Regions from separate parts of the Triticum aestivum genome. Here region 2 is linked to region 1. The links are chromatin contacts, called in public Hi-C maps. All regions are on one chromosome and are shown on one strand. The core of a region is the stretch at or near the end of the contact, and the rest is flanking DNA. Distances in the headings are between cores, read along the strand shown. Region 1 has its middle 230 kb from the start of LOC123092442. Region 2 holds the start of LOC123130362 (lichenase-2).

Region 1 (6,412 bases), core at 18-2,517:
TTAATTTGTAAAGAGTTCATCAAAATTAAAAAAGGTTCATCCATCTTGAAAAAATTTCATCCATTCTGAAAAAAGTTCACAAATTTGAAAAAAGATTCCATTGATTCTTAAAAACAAATTACAAAAATGGACAAAAATTGGCGCATTCGCAAAAGAAACAGAGAAATGATAAGAAAAAAGAAAATAAAAAGAAAAAAACTGTGGGCATCGCGATCTGTAGAGAGAATAATAGGCGAAAACAAAGTAAATTGTCCCATGCGGCTTCTTCTGCGAGTGGTTGCTGCGTTGTCTCAGGTTCGAATCCTTGACATCCCACCCTTTTTTTCAGTTTTAATGGAAAAAGAGAAAATCAGATGACCCGGCCCAAGCGCGGGAGGAGGGTGTGTGCTTCGAGCACTCGCTAGCAAGATGACTTTTAACGGGTGCCTAAAGCGCCAAATGGGGATTGCCGTAGGCCGGCCACACATGTGCGATGGCGTTTGCCTATGTCTCGCTATAAGCGAAACAAATGTCTACCTCGCCTCAAGCGAGCGCCAGACTGACCGGACCCGCGCGTGGGAGGCCTTAGGCCTCAAAGCGCTCTTTTTTCACTATTTTTTTGTAACATTTTGCTATTCGTTTGTTGCTTTCTTCTTTTACTTTTGTTTATATTGCCAAATATTCAAAATATACATATAATTTTTTTTCCTAATGTATAGTAGAAATGTACAATATATATATAAAAGGTAGAATTACAACCTGTATTTAATTTTTTTTTGCAGAAAAACGTGTATTCAGAAAATGTTATTTTGTATTTAAAAATTGTTATTTTGTAGGAGATGGCCAGACTGGTGAGATTAGGCATCAATCAAGTCGACTGAAACCAAGGACGCGTTACTCTCACCAGAGAAGAGACCACCCATCAGATTGCCAAGCCTTTTCCCCGTTAGGCATCCACCACACCAGTTAGGCAATTCGCGCGACTGTTGCAGGTCTCCTTTCAGCCCCATGATTACCCCGTAAATCCATGCGGCCACCGTTTGGTTTGACACTTGACAGGCGGAGGGTTCCGGGCTTAAACACCGGTCAGCGTCCGTCCCCGATCAGATGCGCGCGCGCTTTCCCGGCCGGTGGACGAGGACGCCACCCGATCGATGGCTACCGTTCGCCGATCAGGCCGCGCACGCACGCACGCACGCAGGCACATGCGGCCCAGCCTCCCTACCCGGAGGGCGGTCGACGGCGACGGCGACGGGCTCGGGCGGGCAATCATTGCGCTCGCGCCTCGATGGTCCTGGAGACCGCCACGGGGCTGTCACGGCAGCGGCGCGTGCTGTGCGGGTGCCGTGTCAGCCAGCTGGTGCGTGGCGCGGGGGGGGGGGGGGGGGGGGGGGGTCCAGGAGAGAGGCCGCAGGGTCGGGGGGTGGGGATTCGTTCGTCGACAGGCGGTGGTCGACTGGTCGCGTCCTTTTCCCCGCGCGGCTCGTTATGGGGGCCGATCTCGACGTGAGTTGAGATGAGGGCTTGAGGCGGCACGGCAAATCCGCCGTATCATCTTCCTAATTCCCATGATGTTGCTGTTCCTGCGTAGCTGGCTAGCGTGTGCCGCTTGATGGCCGGGATGGGACACGGCAACGCGCCGATGTGTCACCCGCCGGGAATTGTGGTTGCTACTTCCACGTTGCTTACAGAATACAGCTTTAAGCGTGCACTACTTACATATAAGTCATATAACATGGCAATTACACGTGTGTTGCAGCGGGGCATAAATATTATGCTATAATGGATAAAAATAGACTTTATCTATCGATTAAACCATCGCTTATTGGCTTATGTAATAAAATGAGATTTGATAGAGTCAATAAGATGTGGGGCGGTCAAATCCCTTTCGGGAAAATCGATGAAAAATGAAGATGAGAGGAGGATCAAAATAGCGAGGGGAGGGCGTGCTTAGAGAGGTTGGACAAAGCAAGCAGCAAAAATGGAACGCTACTTTCATAGAAGTAGAAGAAGATAACAAGTGTGATTGTTTCCTATTAACTGAATGAGGAGTATGGCTGTAAAACCAAAACAGTAAGAACGGTAGTAGTACTCCTCGGTAATGGTGTACTTCCCTCCGTCCGGTGAAAAGTGTATATTTGGCTTTTAAAATCTGTCCACAGAAGAGTACTTCTATCTTTTCAATGCCACAACAGAGCTTTGGGCCTGAAGAAGACTAGTGGGCCTTGTTCTGGAGAGTGTTCGTTCTCACGTGTGCGTGACACCTAGACTGGTAACATGCACACGTGACAACAAACACTCTCCAGAACAAGGCCCACTAGTCTTCTTCAGGCCCAAGGTTCTGTTGTGGCACATATTTATTTTGTATTTTATCTCAAAAAAATTGTTTCATTATTTATTTAAAATTAAATTTATTAGTATAATTTTAAGTTTTGGATGTACTAAATTCTAATGGTACATTCCTAAAAGTTTAATAAGGCACTTATTTTATATTGACTAATGAAACAAAAAAAAACTTCGCTGAAAAAACTAGGGTAAACAGAGTATGATATACATTGTTATGGTATCTTTCACCTCGCTATTCTGATTTGTCTTAACAAATCGTAGAGAGAATTAGTACATTTTAGAGGAAAAATGAATTATATCTTTTATGTATTGACTCGTAAAAAATTATTTGGGATTCTAAAATGAAAGAAATCATATTATCCACTAATAGTGGCCAAATTCACTTATCTCATTCGGAAGGACACCATCCTTATAACCATCCTTGACTGTATTTGTCTCCAGCATGACCAATTGATAAAGGGAAAAGTATATTTTTCGTCCCTCAACTCTTTTGAAAGTGGAGAAATGATCCCTTAACTTCAAAACCAGCAAAACTTCGTCCCTCTACTTTTAAAACCGGATAAGTTTAGTCCCTCATGCTATTTTAGGTGGTTTTCTTTCGACTTGGTGTGGTATTATGATATACACTACAGAAAAAAAAATGTTAGCGCCAGGGAAGGTTGCGCGCTGCCGGCCCCCATCGTGCTCCCGGTCGCCACTTACGCCGCCTCCTCATGAGCGCACAAGCAGAGCAGCAGCAGTGTGCGTCCTTCCGTGCCGGCTGCGACATATGCCTGTCTGACTGTGCCGATGGCGAGATCGTCCGTGTGCTAGCCTGCTCAACGGCGGCAACGCGACTTTTCGGCGAGAGTGAGCTTGCAGCGCTGGCTTGATGTGGTCCGCTCGTAGTTGATACTATTACATGTCGATGCATGTACGTAGCAAAAGCAAAGTAGACAACTAGCTTACGTATGCACGTTAATTGATCTAAGCTGGTTCCTCTCGGGACAAAAGCACCAGCCAGTGTTAGCTCTCAACTCACACTGATGCATGTCAAGCAAACAACTTGACGCGCGGCTGGACACTTGCAGCGACATGCATGCAGCTGCCGGACTCGACGCGCACGGTCTCCACACAAAATAGTGAGCTCGTGCCTTGCTAACTGAATGGGAAGAAAACAGGAAAAAATCAACCGACTAACTAATGATTCAACAGCCAGAAGCGCTTCAGGAAGAGCTTGCTTTATACACGAGCGAGCTAGTACGAGGCTAGCTTTGTACAGGAGAATGACCGTCAGTTGGGCGCTACCTCGGCCGGGAGGGATGGTGTCATGGCGGACAGCTACCGCGCAGAATCAAAACCACTGCACGTTGGGTAGAAAACCACCCGAAGCGGTATGAGGGACTAAATTTATCCGGTTTTAAAAGTTAAGGGACTAAATTTATCTGGTTTTGAATGTTGAGGGACTAAGATTTGCTGGTTTTGCAGTTGAAGGACCATTTGTATACTATCAAAAAAGTTGAGGGATGAAAAATATACTTATCCCATTGATAAAATATGGAAAAATAGGAAAAATGGCCGATACTACTGAAAGAATTCCTCTTTGACTGGTAGGTGCTATAGGTGGTATTCCTATGATCGTTTTAGCAAGCGTTTTCTTTTATGGATCATATTCTAGATAAGGTTCATCACTATAGTAATCGGAGGCACCATATTGGAAATTCCAAATTCCACGGTGCAGCACGACACAAAGCGATAATGGCAAACTGTGTTAACCATAAGTTCACACAAATACAACCGATTTTATAGTATCCGATATCTCAAACAATTCTACCTACCTCCAAAGAATGATGGATCAAATTAATTTGTGCCATACAAATCAACCGAAGTACCAAACCACATTATTAAGAAGATGAAAAAAAAGAAATTTAGTTTAGTAATGTACTACCTCTATCCTGGTTTATTGGTTCTTACTGTAATATGTGCCAAATTTTGATCATAAATTTAACTAACAAAATGTTCACGCATGTTATAAAAAATTATATCATTGACATGCACTAATATTTTATCAGTTAAATCTTTGATCAAAATTTAGCATTAATTATAAAAGGGGCTAATAAATTAGGACGGAGGTAGTAGTGCCGACCGAAGTACCCAGCTGACAGCTCTCGACATTCGTCACCACGTGATGGTGGAAGACGAATAAAGCTGAGCTGGAAATATGATACTATCACATGCTCATGCTCACGGCCGTCATACAGTTGGGCGATACGGTTATCCAAATGTATCTATACACATATCTTAAGCCAATTTGAGTAGCATACGCAATGATCGCATCCATCGATTGTCAACCGAAAATTTGGTTGCACAGCTCATCGAGTAGGCAGTGATGGTGCATACACCTATAATTCAATTTTTGTACGCCATGATAAGTAAACAGTCCCACCCCTCAAAGAATAAAAAACTCCGAGCTTCTTAATAAATTGTAATGAGTCGTCAGATTGATCGTGCCGAGCTGATTTCCCATGCAAGCAAAAGCACTACTGAGGTTTTTTTTTAACCAAAATATTTAGGACATGTGACATGTTGAATCACAATTTTAACCTGTATGTTAGGGCATCTCCAAGGTGGACTCATAAACCTCCCGCAACCGTCTAGATCACGGAAGCTATCCAACGCCTATCTCTATCAGTCCGCGGGGCGCTCCGGACGCGATTCTCTCGCAAACCAGAGACAAAAATTGGGGAGGTTTGCGGGAATCCGTACCGCTCCCAAGCCCGCTTCTGACCGCTCTGGCCTACCAAAAATCCGTCACCTGCCCTTCCCGCACTTTTCTTTCGACGCACGCGCCGCTTACCATGCCGCATTCAGGCCGGCCCAGAGCAAGCGGAGGCTGACATTGATACCACGATGTGACCGGAGGGAGGAAGGGCGGCGCTGACTGACGCGACCTCTCAACAACCGCCGCTTTAATGCAGATGCTGGTTCCCGAGGAACCAACTCCGGCCGCTGCACCACATTGCAGTGGCTGACTGGCCCTCCGCATGGCCTGGCCACGGCTATTTAAACCGCGCTCTGGCACCGTCCATATCGCATCCTCCCCCTCTCTCCTCCTCCTCACCGCATCCCCTCCTCCACATCTTTGGCAATGGGCAAGTCCTGGGCGTCGGCGCTGGCTGGCGGTTCTGGGGCGGGATCTGCCGGCTCGTGGAGACGCTGCCCTCGAACTCCGGGGCCGTCGTCCTCGCCGGCTGGCAGCGACTCGACACGGGCAGAGATCACATCTCCTCCGGCGATGAGAAGGATCAGCAGCTACCGCCGCCGTAGTCCACGCTAGTGGTGCCGGGCCAGGTCTACACTGGCACCGATGCGGAGTTCGAGGAGCTGATGGAGCTGATGCTCCGTCGCTCCGTCGTCCACACCAACAGCCCGGCTCGGCCACCGGGGGCGCTCCTCCCCGTGAAGCCGGAGCCGGCATCCTCTCCATGCTCTCCACCACCACGCAGCCGTGGCGTCCAAATCGGACGCCGCGTCAAGGAAGAGCGGCTCTCGTCGCCGCCCCGATGCGTCATCAAGGAGGAACGACACTCACCGCCGCCGCCCCTGCCCAAGGCGCACGGGCGTATTCTGCACTACCTCCGTAGCGGCTCCTCGTCGTCGTCATCCCGGAGCGCCATGACGGCGCGGGAGTACGCTGACCGGGAGCAGCGCCGGTAGGACAGGCGCAACGCCATGCGCCGATCCAAGTTTGCGGACTTCGATGTCCCGCCGCCACACATCGCGGCGGACCCAGACCTGGCGTATGCCTGGGCCCTGGACCGCTCCATGATGACGTCGGAGACGACCAAGCGCCGTCTCCACCGCCTCGATGAGGGGATGGCCATGTACAACAAGGAATGGTCCCTCGCCGAGATCGTCACCGCTGCCAACGACGACGCCTCAAACGACCGCCGCCCTCTCCCCCAGCCCACGTCCCCGGTGGCCGTGGCCCCACTGCGCACGGCACAGGAGGAGGCGGAGAGGATAATCCGCGAGCGTCAGGCGACCGCCGGGAAGCCCTGTCGCGGCACCACCACCTTCCGCCACCCCAAGCCCGACTCTGACTCCG
Region 2 (6,056 bases), core at 3,044-5,543, 640 kb after region 1:
TCTATTTACGAGCTCATGTACCATGTCCATGTCCATGTGATTCTTTTCTTATTTGAATTCTATAGTGGGATGTGATTAATTGTGTTCCCGACTAATACATGTATCTTGGAGCTAGTGTGGACATTTCAAAAAGTATAGGAATACTTCGGTCTCGCCGATATATTTCATATTATTTTGGACAAATTTCGTCAAGTTTTGACGAAATTTTGAACCCTACAATATAGTTCTACTTACGCACACATGTGTGTGCGTATCAAATGCATGATGAATCGACGAAGAGAGAGCGTTTACATCTGCCCCCCTTCCATCGTAAATCATACACATACACTACTATAGCAAACCACTACTATCGCGTACGCGTCTGAGCTGCCTCAGCGGTCGCACCCCAACCCAAGCCCTGTACAATACATAATGTGCACATACGTACGGCATACACGCTCTTATACGCGTGTACGCGCGCGTACGGACGGACATACGGACACTAGCTACGCATACGCAGCTAGCTCATCAGAAGCTGATGGGGTAGACGTGCTGCATGTTGGGGTAGAAGAGTCCCCAGTTCTGCTCCACGCCGCTGTCCTTCTGGTTCTCGTTGAACATGGAGAAGACGTAGGTCTCGATGGCGCCCGGGTGGCGGGGGGTGCCGCGCCCGACGTGGTTGATGAGGTACTGGTTGTAGATCCGGGCGTTGGCCGGAGTCGCCGCCGTGCCGCCGCCTGAGGGCCACCCGCTCTCCGACACCACGAGCTTCACGTTGGAGCCGCCGTGCTTGGCCATGGCCGTGTAGAAGGCGTCCACGGTGGTGTCGAACAGGTTCTGGTACCCGTAGGAGCCGTCCTGGACCACGGTGCCGGACGCGGTGAAGAGCGCGTAGCTCATGTCCATGGCGCTCGGGTTGTAGGCCCAGGCCAGGTACGGGTAGATGTTGGCCATGAGCGGCGCGCCGGTGCGGGCAAGGAACTGCACCACGGGGCCCATGAACGCGTCCGCCTCCCCGGTGAAGGACCCGGCGGAGGGCGGGCTGTACACGCCGAGGATGGCCTGCGACACCGACGTGGTGACCTTGATGTGGCCCAGCCCAGCGGAGGCGAGCGCGCCCTGCACGTTTTTCATGGCCGGGACGAGGTTCTGGGTGGCACCGCCGGCGACCTCGTTGCCGACGCAGACGTACCGAAAGGAAACCTTCGGGTAGGCCTGGATGTTGCTCCTGACCCACGAGGCGGCCGCCGCCGGGCTGGCGGCGAGGTTGGAGAGCACGTCGTTAGGCGCCCCGACGACGACGTTGACGCCCGTACCGCCAACGGCCTGCAGCGCCGCCTGGTCGGGGGCATATAGCCGCATGGAGTTGATACCGTTGGACTTGAACATGCTCACGACGGTGCTCGCCGCCGGCAGGTTGTTGGCGCTCATGCCGTAGCACACCCCGATGGACTCGACGCCTGCGCGCAAGGTACATGTAACTTTGGTTAGTTAACATTCAGAAAACTAATTATTACAGCTCCATAAAAAATTATTCACACCAAGCTAGCACTGTTCCATTGCCATAGAGAATTCCTCCCCGTGATGACATGTGATGGAATATAAAAAAGAAATGGAAGAGAAACCAATAAGCAAGAATGGCGGCGATGCATGAACACACACACACAGAGCAAGCCTTTTGACCTGTTGGCGAGGGATAATACTAACTCCCCGAAAAGGACGTTTAACTGAAATCTTGTACGCATGCATGGATGCATGCGTGTAGCTTCTGGCTTTGCATGTTTTTTATCTCTTTGTCTCTAGACTTTGGTGGCTGATTCGCGACTTAAATAATGTTTTTTACAGTCACGAGTTGGTGTCAGACGCACGCACACGGCCGAGGAACATTGCTATTTTCACGGCCGGCGCCTTGACCGACTTGTCACTAGCCACTAGCTACCACGAGCAAGGAGAAAAAGGAACTGGATAAATATATATCTTTGGCTACTCGTGTCCGGAGGGACAACCTTAAAGGAAGGAATGAACTTTGACTAGCTTCCAGTGCAGTGAATCTTTTACCCTAGCTGATTTGCTTGGTTCACCAACTAACTCTACCCTAATTTAGTGAAGTGTCGCACTTGAGAGTTGGTACTGACGTACTGTGCATCAATTATGCAAGTTTTTTTACAGTACATGTACTCTTAAGAATGCAAATGGTATGGCATAAATTGTGTAGTACTTGCACGGCTAGCTAGTTGGATTTATTAAACAAGAGGACCAGGAATATTGTAGGGGGGTAGAGTAGAGGTCGACCACACGTACATGGCAATTGGCAGGAAGCCTAGAAATGAATACATGGAGAGTAGAGACCTCATGCATACATACATGCTGGGACAAATCAAGTTTCTGGTCCAACGTCCGCAGCACGGCCGTTGGATAGTCCACATACGATCGATGTGGATCGGCATGGCGTGCATGCATATGCATGGCCCTCCGGCTGCGCCTAGCTGCGGTCCAATTAACGGTCTAGCTCACGTGCCTGACAAAGTACTCCATATAAGTACACGCCACTTAATCCCCCTCTTAACTTCCTGCTCTATCAAGTGCCAACTACTACTAGCAGTACCACTACTACACTGACCTACTTCCTATGCCATAATTCTTTTCAGGCAGACCAAACTTGGAAAGGCCAGCAGAACCAACACCTGGGTCATAGAGTTAGTTAGTGGCTAGTGATCGGTGGCGTCATGTACCATAGGTCGATCAGTTGCACTTTGAAGATAGGATGCAAGTGAGTCAGTTACTATAACTAGCAGCCGGTGCAATCATTTTCGTTAAACTTAAAGAATGGAACAGTGGCGGTACTGGCTAGCTGAAATGATCGAGTAGGACCACTGGACTGGCCGGTGCCGCATCGTCCATCGCTGAAAAAACGTCAAGATGAGACCGTCCGCGGACCAAAGGAAGAAGAAAAAGATGGTTAGCGACGGGTGGTTCAGCAGTAGTTGCACCCAATTAATCAGGGAACAAACCACCAATTTAAGTGGTAGGGCTCGTGTCAACAGTGCTAGGGCGACACTGTCAAGACATGCATGCACAACTTTGCATGCAGGGAAGAAGAAAAACTTTCTAGGTGATTAACATGGCACTGGAGAAAGGGACACTGGCTTAGCTACTTATAGGTCGTTAGTTAAACCTTCTGGCTTTGTAAAAAAGATGGCTAACTGACATGCATGCCCACCAAACATTTCGAGACTTCATTTGCAAGCTTTGGCTTTTGCTGCTTTAGTGTACGATCAACTAGATTGATTTATAGTTAAACAGTTGAAACTACCTAAAAATATCCTTTTCATTGCTTTTAAGATATTAACTTCCTCGTGGAAAACCTAGAAGTACCTCTTTCAATGTTTTACGTATTATCTAGAAATTATCATTTTCGTTACTTTAAACATATTAATTTCCCTGCGGAACACCTACTTCTTGCAACGTTTTCTTCCCTGGAAAAAACACAATGAAGGTCGATTACACGTGCACTTTTATCTTGGTGCATGCGAATCATATATTGATGTATATATATACTCTGCAGCAAATTCCAAGACTCCTGATTATTTTAGTGAAAAACGATTTTTACAAAATTTACCGTATCTAGTTTCCAAAAAAATATGTATGAAAAGTTACTGTGCTCCCATGCATGACGGACGCTTTAAGATAGAGAATGAGAGACCGGCGGACGCCGATTAGGCTTCACCATGCGACTGATGGCGCGGGAAGAATAAAACGCAGAACGAAAGCGACATGCACCTAAACAGTGTACTGTGCATCTCAAAAAAGAGGAAGCTATACTGTGTGACGTTGGTGGGAGAGATTTATGTGACCATGCGTGCACCATGGCTAGCTACCTTACCTAGCTAGCTAGCTAATTCTTCTCTTAATGAAAGCTAAGATTAACGTACGTATTACCATCTTCTAAACAAACTCCCTGCACGACTTGCATGAAAAAAACTGTACCCAATCATTTGGAGAGAGAGAGAGAGAGAGAGAGAGAGAGAGAGAGAGAGAGAGAGAGAGAGAGAGAGAGAGAGAAGGAAGGGGAATCACTTTGTGGGATGGAGGCGAAGGCTCCGAGGAGCAATGCCAGAGCGAACATGGAGGCAACACCTTGGCTCGCCATTCTCTTTCTCTCTGGCTGCGTTGGAGGGGGCGTGTGGGTGTGATGCCAAGAGTCTCTCAAGCTCTTGTTGTTTCTTTTCTGGTGAGACCACAACGGGGTGCCGGCCCCTTATATAGGATCCGAGGAGACAGTTTGGTCCAATCCACTCGGGAGCGCGCAGGCCCAACGCCTCCAGCGACATTTATTTAGCCCGTTGCGATTGACTACCTAGGCCGTTTGCATGCGTCACCCCCTTCTCATAGAGAGTCTGGTGGTGGGCAGAGGTTATCCGGTACACCAGGTTGTTGTTGCAGGTAGGCAAGAGATTCCCCTTCCTTCATTCATTCATAGTAGCACCAAACAACTTTTGAAAAATAGTTTGAATTTTGGACTCCACCCATGATGTACCATGAAAGTGAAGTTTCTAGGTCAATGACGGGTCGCGCGGCTTTGGATATGTTCACGTCTTACTCAACGACATTCGGCGGCGGTTTTTTTTACGGGAAGACCGTGTTCGGTGGATATCCGACATAACTTACGTAAGAAGAATTGACACCACGGAGTCTTGTTTGCGACAAAAAAAAATATATTTGAAGTTGACATGACTTACGTAGGAAGAACCGGCGCTACGGTTTTGTCGGCTTCGATGTTCTTTTTATCATGAAGTGACATATATACAGAGGAAATGATATTTTAGTAATGAATATCCACGGTCAATTTAAAGAGATTTGGAGTACTACATCAGAAGCCTTTTGTCACCCTACCTTTTACTACCTAATAGTGGGATCTATATTACTCTTATTTCTACATATAATTGTTTTTGTGGCTATATTGCAAGAAATCAATAGTATGTGTCATAAGAACATTTGTGTTTTTGGTGTACCTAATTAATTTACATCTTTGTCAAACGGACCACAGAATTACTTGAACCACTTTAATTAAGCATGGCCGTATACTTTTTTCAAACAAGACCTATTCCACTAAACTTTTGGACTTGTCGTCTCGGAAGAGAAGGTATTGAGCTCATCAGCCTTACAATTGAAAAGATGAAGAGGAGCTTTATTAGGAATTGCCATAGAAACACAACACCACGACTTGTCTAAGCGCACCATACAAGTGAGCTTTTGGCGTAAACACGCATGGTTTTCCCCTGTGGCATGGTGTTGCAATAGCCTCGACAACAAACTAAGTACTACGTCTCTCCCTCCCAATCCTAGTGATCAGGTGGGATATCCAGATCCGGCCGTTGATAGTTCTTTTACATACAGTATGTGTTGCTATCAGTGGAGTCCGGCCGGCTATGCAACTGCTTTCTAGCTAGTATGAGTGCTAATGACGAGATAATATTAGGTGCACCAAATGTGTAGATTACAGTTAATACGAATATAAAAACTGTACGATGACTCGGGACATATTTAGGTGCACGAATTATTCGACCGGACCAATTGTATTTAAGAACCGGTCGTGTCTAGGATTAGCTAGCATGCAGCTGGTCTGCTTGGACATATTGGTTTGGGTTAACACATGCATATGGATGATGAGAAATTTCCTATTGGTGGCTTAGCAGCCCAACTTTTTGACACATATAAGCTGGGCTGCCCTCTTTTGGCACATAAATTGAATTGGTCCTATATGCTAGCTAAAATGGTCTTCTTGAGACATGCGTTTTGTAGCGAGTTGTATATTGATCAACTTGTGGTTATGATGATGCTTCCAATTAGTACCGTGCATGTAGCCAAGTTAGTTTCTGGCACATCATTGGTTTGGAATTTCCACTAGAGATGCCTACTTTGTCCTGATTTATTCCAATGATTAGCAACCTTTTTTTTAAACAAAGGAGGGTTAGCAACTTACCACCAGGATTACAGACTCTCAGGCTTACCAAAACCTGAAAGTCCAAACCTATTTATCTGATACAAACCAAAAAGTACGTAATTATCTGATATGG

Evidence for each region. A called contact is a pair of places that touch in the nucleus more often than the background predicts.
Region 2: a Hi-C map of leaf shows a contact between it and region 1, with 5 times the contacts expected there. The contact joins the promoter of LOC123130362 here to the enhancer-like site in region 1. A contact is called at or near these places in 1 of 5 Hi-C or Micro-C datasets (leaf) and 1 of 1 datasets of contacts at active chromatin or transcription factors (leaf).

What each region holds. Positions count from the first base shown.
Region 1 is chr1B:446,727,229-446,733,640 of IWGSC CS RefSeq v2.1, forward strand. No RefSeq gene overlaps it. Among protein-coding and RNA genes, the nearest start is that of LOC123092442, 230 kb to the left of the region's middle. Within about 2 kb of position 1,268, at least 6 of the 8 cell types and tissues checked have an H3K27ac peak or open chromatin away from gene starts, as enhancers often do. A contact at or near this core is called in leaf, where this site is marked.
Region 2 is chr1B:447,365,408-447,371,463 of IWGSC CS RefSeq v2.1, forward strand. LOC123130362 (lichenase-2) reads right to left here and starts at 4,294. Exons shown (of 2, transcript XM_044550279.1): 1 at 4,057-4,294; 2 at 134-1,439. The coding sequence starts at 4,129. The coding sequence ends at 508.